Regions from separate parts of the Mus musculus genome. Here region 1 is linked to region 2. A link is a contact called in public promoter capture Hi-C data. All regions are on one chromosome and are shown on one strand. Each heading gives the region's core, a stretch centred on a gene start, on an enhancer-like site or on the middle of the called end of the contact. The rest is flanking DNA. Distances are from core to core; before and after follow the strand shown. Region 1 holds the start of Tcf12 (transcription factor 12). Region 2 holds the start of Myzap (myocardial zonula adherens protein).

Region 1 (3,343 bases), core at 576-3,075, 520 kb before region 2:
TTCTACTCTGCTTTTGATCATTCAATTCTCAGACAAAAGACACACAACTTTTATATTTATAATGACCCTTTAATGTACTAGATCTGGTCAGATATCTACCTTCTAAGCTATTATGTCTACTTCCCTATCAATAACCCCGAGTTGTAACTTGCCACATTTCATCTGGCTGTCCTTAACTCCAAGTGGCCAGCTCTCATGGCCATGTTTTCATGATTCACCTACCCCATGGTGTGCTCTCTTCTCTCTACCTACTACCCTCTCCTCCTGGTTCCTGACTGGGAACCCCAAGCCCAAGAACCAAAACTCTGCCTATCTCTCTTCTGCTCATAGGCAGTGGGTATCTTTATTCACCAATCAGGGATAACTTGGGGACAAGGTTACCTAAGTGCAGATTCTCTCATCCCTGGGGGCAACCAGGCCAGTAGTTAGTATTACAATGCATAGCAGAAGACCAAACCTCAGCATCTTCCCTAGAGATTGTACCACAGAAATATGGCTTTACCAGTTACCTAATCAAATTTCCTGGTTGTTCTGTGACTGCTTTTTGCCTCACTTTTGTATACACCAAATTACGGATAACCAAACCCTGTTCATTTAATCAATGATGCTAGACTTGGCTCAGAACTGTTTGATTTATATTGGAAACATCATCAAAGATCAGATCTCTCCTTGCGAAGACTTTCTTCTTGTCTGTTTGATTTACTCTGGCTAGATCTTGAGTTTGGAAGATGACATTCATTTTTTTTTTTTATAGCATTTGCAAAAATGTTCTCAAAGACTTCAGCAAATTGCCTATTTGTATGTGGGTTAACCATCCGCTAGTCTTAGTTGGAAACGGGATCGTTATCATTTTTTAGGTGAAATCATGCTACTTTGTTTAGGATGGAGACACACTCCACAAGTTGCCAAAGCATGTATGTACCTAAGTGGGACTGGCTTTGGGGGTGAGTAGGCTACCATTAGTTCTGGAATGGTCTATACGGAGGTCCCACATATAAACCTTAATTTGCTTCTCTGGTTGGACAGCTCTGGTTGCAGTAAGTACAGCAATGGCACATTTAACTATCTTCTTTATATGAACTTCTGAGGCCAACGGCTCCTTCTTACAGTCAGGATACTCAAGAGTTGGCCACTGTCTTCAATTCGTTTCTTTGGATGCTTGTCTCGAGTGTTTCTTCTGCTTGGGCCTGGCTGGTCTTCTCTGTGCTCGCAGACCTCAACACAATCACCTTAGCTTCCCCTCAAGTAAACCTTAACTTCCAAGGCCGAATTTTTCCCCTTTTTCTTTGGGGCTTCTTCAGGCCAAGTTCGGAACTTGCTCATCAAGACTTAACTTCCTGGGGCTGTCTCTCTGGTTACAGCAAAGGCCAGGCGCAATCCTTTCCCAGAACTTGGTGTTGCAGCGCGGGGCTCAGGTGGGACGGCACGCTCAGGTGAGCAAGCTGATGAGCGCGGCGTGAGGGGCTTTGCGCTTTTCCCACAGAGTCCGCCCACCACAGCTGCGGCTCCACAGCCGGCCTCGCCTCCCGCGTCCGGCGTGGCTGAGCTCCGGAATGGCTGCGGGTGGCAGATCCAGATGCTGCCCAGCTGCGTCCCCGTCGCGGCACTTCGGGGCGCAGTGAGCTTGAGGAGACGGCCGCCGCCCGCCGTGGGCTTTGTCCGTCCGCCGCTCCGCCCCGCCCCGTGCCTCCCCGCCCCCTCCGCGGTCCCACTTCCTCGGCGCGGGAGGCGGGAGCGCGCCGGGCAGCGAGGGGTTAAGCCGACGCGCTTGAGGCGCGGAGGGATCCGGAGGCGAGCGGAGCTCGGTGCTGAGGCCGCCTCAGCGGAAAAAAAAAAAAATGTCCGCCTGAGGAGACCCACAAGTTCTATCGGGGGGACAGCCAGCCCGCCCGGGGAGCCACGGGCGGCTAAGCCCGAGAGCCGCCCGAGTCGCGCCGACTCAAGCACTCGCGGGGGCCCGAGGCAACGCAGCCGCCGGCGGCGCGTGGGGAGGGGGAAAGCCTGAGCCCGCGCTCCCGGCCAAAGTGAACTTTAATCGGGAAGGTTGGATGCGGAGCCCGGGCGGCAGGTAACCGCGGGCGGCGGGCGGGACGTGCGGAACTCAGGTCCCTTTGTACGGCGCGGAGCCCGGGGCCGCGTCCAAGTTGCGGCGCGCGGCGGGGCGGAGGCGCGAGCTGCGGGGTCCAGGCCCGGGCAGCGGCGCTCGGCCTGCGCGGCGCTCGGGGCTCGGCGCTCGGGGCCGGGGAGCCGCCGAGCCCGCCTCATTGTTCCGCGAGTCCGGGGCAGGGCGGCCCAAGTGGGAGGTGGAGGCCGGGCGGGAGTTTGCGGGGCGCGGACGCGCGTGGGGCGCTCTCAACCAAGCCGGGGACCCCCGCTGGGGACGTCCGGGCCGCAGACGCGGGCCTGCGAGCGGCGCGCTCCCCGCAACTTGTCAGCTCTATTGTTGCTGAGCGAGTGAGTCACTTGGTCTCCGGGTCGCCGCCGCTTTCTCGCTCCCTCGCTGGGCGCGGGCTCGCTCCGTACTCCTCCCCGGGGGCACCCCGAAGCCGAGCCACCTTGGAAACTTGCGGGAGCCACGGAGCCACGCGTGGGCTCCCGTGTCGGAGCGGCTTCCGTCACTGTCCTTCGGGTATGCGTGGGGATCTGGCGTGTCGCTCGGCGCCCCCCACCCCGAGCGCTGCCTCTCTCTCTCTCTCTCTCTCTCTCTCTCTCTCTCTCTCTCTCTCTCTCTCTCTCTCTCTCTCCCTCTCTCTCCTTCTCACGTCGAGCGTCCGGGTGTCCGCGGCTCAGCCTGTCTTCTCTGCCTTAGGACCTGCTAGAAGTGGCTGAAGATGAATCCCCAGCAGCAGCGCATGGCCGCGATAGGGACCGACAAGGAGCTGAGCGACCTGCTGGACTTCAGTGCGGTATGAGAGCTTTCCTCCGCATCTTGGGGTTCTGCTGAGGTTTCCCGAGATCGGGAGCAAGAGAGAAAAGGGGGGAAAGCGACATGGCAGCGGGCAACTCCATCTGCTTTTCAGCGCTAGTTCTCAGGGCTGGAGTCCAGCTCCCCCAAGTTGGACACCTGAACTTTGATGTAATGTCTAGACTTGCAGATTTCAAACTTTAATGCCAGAGGGGTCATTTGATTTAACTAGTTAAAAGAAGAACAATGTAATCATGAGCTCTGGTTGAGTCACTCCCTTCTGATAATTATTAGAGATTTTAGACTTTATATGAAAGAAAAAAAATATTTTTTTTCCTGAAGACTTCTCAGCATTTCCCTCCCCACGACTTCATTTAGCCTGTGGTACCTGAGAGATGCCAGCTTCAAAAAAGCCAACCCCAGCGCTAGAATTCCCAG
Region 2 (3,321 bases), core at 523-3,022:
GGCTTACAGATGTCAGGACTAGAAGCAGAGGCTGTGTGGAGGAGGACAGAGGGAAATCTCTCATGGATTCCTTGTTTTGAAGAAGCTATAGATGGGAATAGAGTGGAATCGATATGTATGGCTATTGACCCATTAACTCTGGCGTTAGTTTTGTCCTTTGCAAATCAAAGATGTTAACAGAATCTACCTGGTGGGGTTGTGTAGCCTGAGGAGGAAGTGCATACAGATCTAAGAGGACAGAGGCAGAGGGCTGGAAGATGGCTCAACATTAAGAAACCTTACTACTCTTGCTGAGAACTAGAGTTCAGCTCCCAGCACCCAAGGTGGGTGGTTAACAACTGAGCTAACTTCAGCTTCAAGGGATTGGACGCCTTTGGCCTCTGAGGATACCTGTACTCACCTGGGCAAACTCAAAATTAAAAATAAAAAGTAAATCTTAAAACACACACACACAGTGGTGATGAGGTTGGTAGAAAGCATCAGGAAGAGCTGGCAGAGAAGAGGCCCTGCGGCTTTCATGCAGACTTGCAGAAAACATGACTGTTGTCACCAAAGGGGCAAGTTTTGTGGGATCACGAGGAATTCTGATTGGTAACATTCTTTGACGTCTTTCCTGGTGGTGCAACCTTGGGATCACTCGTGTGCATGGGTACACACACATACACACACACACACACACACACACACACACAGAGAGAGAGAGAGAGAGAGAGAGAGAGAGGAGAGTGCACAGAAGTTAGGGAAACAAAGCTTCTAGGTTCAGGGGTGCCGTCGGGGTTCAGGTTAGGAGGTTGGTGAGAAGGCTGGGTTTTGCCTCGGCTTTGAAGGGTGAATGGAGATACTGTGTCCTCCCTCTCTTTCCCCCGAAGCACTTTGTCCTGATGTTAAAGGCCTAAGCACTCACACACCAGGTTCTTAGTGACTAGGCCCCAGCTCTCCTTAGCTTCTCTCCACCATCAGCTCCTGGCACTGTGACAGGATGCCTAAGAAGGAAGGGTCCCAGATCTGCCCTTGCCTTGCTTATCTCTGCTAGGGGGCAGCAGAGTGTTCCAGAAAGGCCCTAGGGGCTGACAGGGTAGGTCACCTCTTAGCTTGGCCACTTAACACCTGGTGGGGCTCCTCCTGCCTTACTCAACCCTTGATGAATCAGTGTCCTCACCTGCAAAATGGGGTGCAGGATAATGACACCTACCCCCAAAGCGTGGTTGTGAAGATTGATTGACGCAAAGGGTGGTCAGTCCTGCCAGGTGGACACACAGCAATCACTGAATGAATGTGGACAGCCTTGCAATTCTGGTCTTCAGCTTAGTCACTTCCTCTGGGAGCCTCTTTCTGGCTCCTGAGGACCTTTGGACAGTTGCACACTCCCAGCACACATACCTGTTTTCTACCACAGAAATGACAACTGTCTTCTCTCAGGGTCACCATTAGGGTGCAAATCTGTGAGGACAGGAGTCGGTCGTTCACTAGGAGGCACAAATAATAGGCACTCAGTAGTTACCGTGAAAAAAAGTGACAAAGACCAAGGGTCCCAGTAGTCCTTGGGGTTTGATGGAAAGCTCTGGGGTCGTGAGGCCAAAAGGACAGGGGATACAGAGACCAGACCCACAGTGTGTGCAGGAAGACTGGACAGGGAGATACAGAGAGGAGACGCTCAACTTTGGGGAGAGAATGCTGCTTGACTAGTCTGGCAGAATCCTAGCCCCGCCCCTCTCAGGCCCCTCCCAGGCCCCGCCTCCTGGGCTCCAGCCCTGCGGAAGCCGTAGCTTCTAGTGTCTGAGCCTCCCCCGCGTAGGGTGCGCCCCGCACGCTTATCCTGCCCCGGAGCAGCGCGGGCACCCAGCCCTTGCTCCACAGCCGCTGCGAGATGCTGCGCTCCACGTCCACTGTCACCCTGTTCTCAGGTGGCGGCGCCAAGTCGCCTGGAACGCCCAGTAGAAGGGTAAGTAGCTAGCTGGAGAAGGAGCTGCTGGGGATCTCTCGCACCCATCCCTGTCGCCCCATCTGTAGGGATGTGGGGAGAAGGATGCTTCTGGCTGTCGATACCTCAGTCTTGGCTCAAGTTTCCTGGCCAGTCCGGGACTCCACAGTGACCCTCCCTCTGGATGCTCCCGAGGCGGGAAGAGAGGGCTTAGGGGACTTTCTGGGATACCTAGAACTTACTTCTCCTTCGCGTCTCCACTGTCAAGCCAAGCTTAAATGTGGCATCAGTTTAAAAAAGGCAGGGGAGAGGTTTCTGAGGTCTCTGCCCTGAATATACTTGAAACGTGAACTTTTCTGCATCTCTTGGTTGGGAGCATCATCCATATGTCCATCCACCAGTGACAGACAGCCTCTGATCCAGGAGCCAGCTTTGCCAAGGTGGTTGCCTGTTTGCAGACCAGAGCTGAGCAGCTGACCACCTCGGAGTCTAGCTGTGCAGGACTCTAGTTTACGCAGGAACTTCTTTTTTTAAGCCCTGACCATCACCTCCAGGGAGATTTCCCTAAAGAAATGTGTTTAGCCACAGTCTTTGCTGAATCAGTTCTTACCTCCCAGATGCTCCTGAAAGAATGGCCAGGCTTGTCAGGTTGACATTCTATGCCCCTTCGAAGATCAGGGCCTCAGAGAAGTCTGCTAGGAGCTTGGCTTGTAGCTTTCTGAGTCTTCTGGTATCACGTTATTAAATACCTACCTCTTCACTAATCACGTATCTCCACCGTTCATTCTAACAGGTTAAATCCCACTCCAAAAGCCCCTTCCCAAGTCCGGTTAGTTTGATTTGACCTTTAGTGTTTATCTTTTCTCCATTTATAGACGAAAGGCATGTGTTGCTTTTGGGTGAGGGCCAAGTGGTGGTGGTGGTGGTGGTGGTGTGTGTGTGTGTGTATTTATGTTTGTGTGTATATGTTAGACACCTAAGGCTCATAGAACTCTGGTTGCTTGGTCATTAACTTAATAAAGTGGCTTCCCATTTGGTTAGTGAGTTTCCAACCATGGGCTTACCCTATTGCAAGATGGGCATTTGACTCTTTCCCATGGAAGGCTTTGTTTAATCAGAACAAAATTTAGGTTGACAAAGAATAAAATCATTACAAAGTTAGCCCTGAGCTGTGTGCAGCAGCCCCTACCCACAGGGAGACTCTGATTTAGGTTGATGCTGGGATCCTGTGAGTGAATTAGGTATAGCCAGTAGACTCAGTAGCATCTTTGAGATTTTTCTCTTGAATGATGTCTGGACATACTGGAATGCTTTGTCTTTTGGCTAAGACTGCATCGAAACTTTGGTCTGAAGAACTCAGGCTTCCGAATTCAGACTATGTAGGACTGATTGGAACATTC

What was found. Promoter capture Hi-C pulls out the DNA fragments that hold promoters and counts their contacts.
Region 1: a contact with region 2 is called in a promoter capture Hi-C map of stem cell-derived epiblast-like cells, with 4 times the contacts expected there. The contact joins the promoter of Tcf12 here to the promoter of Myzap in region 2. A contact is called at or near these places in 4 of 39 promoter capture datasets (hippocampal neurons, liver, pre-B cells and 1 more) and 2 of 115 datasets of contacts at active chromatin or transcription factors (large pre-B cells and pancreatic cancer cells).

Annotation. Positions count from the first base shown.
Region 1 is chr9:72,110,301-72,113,643 of GRCm38.p6, reverse strand. It overlaps Tcf12 (transcription factor 12), which reads left to right and starts at 1,825. Exons shown (of 21, transcript NM_011544.3): 1 at 1,825-2,068; 2 at 2,810-2,906. The coding sequence starts at 2,832.
Region 2 is chr9:71,590,811-71,594,131 of GRCm38.p6, reverse strand. It overlaps Myzap (myocardial zonula adherens protein), which reads left to right and starts at 1,772. Exons shown (of 13, transcript NM_001033208.4): 1 at 1,772-1,942. The coding sequence starts at 1,868.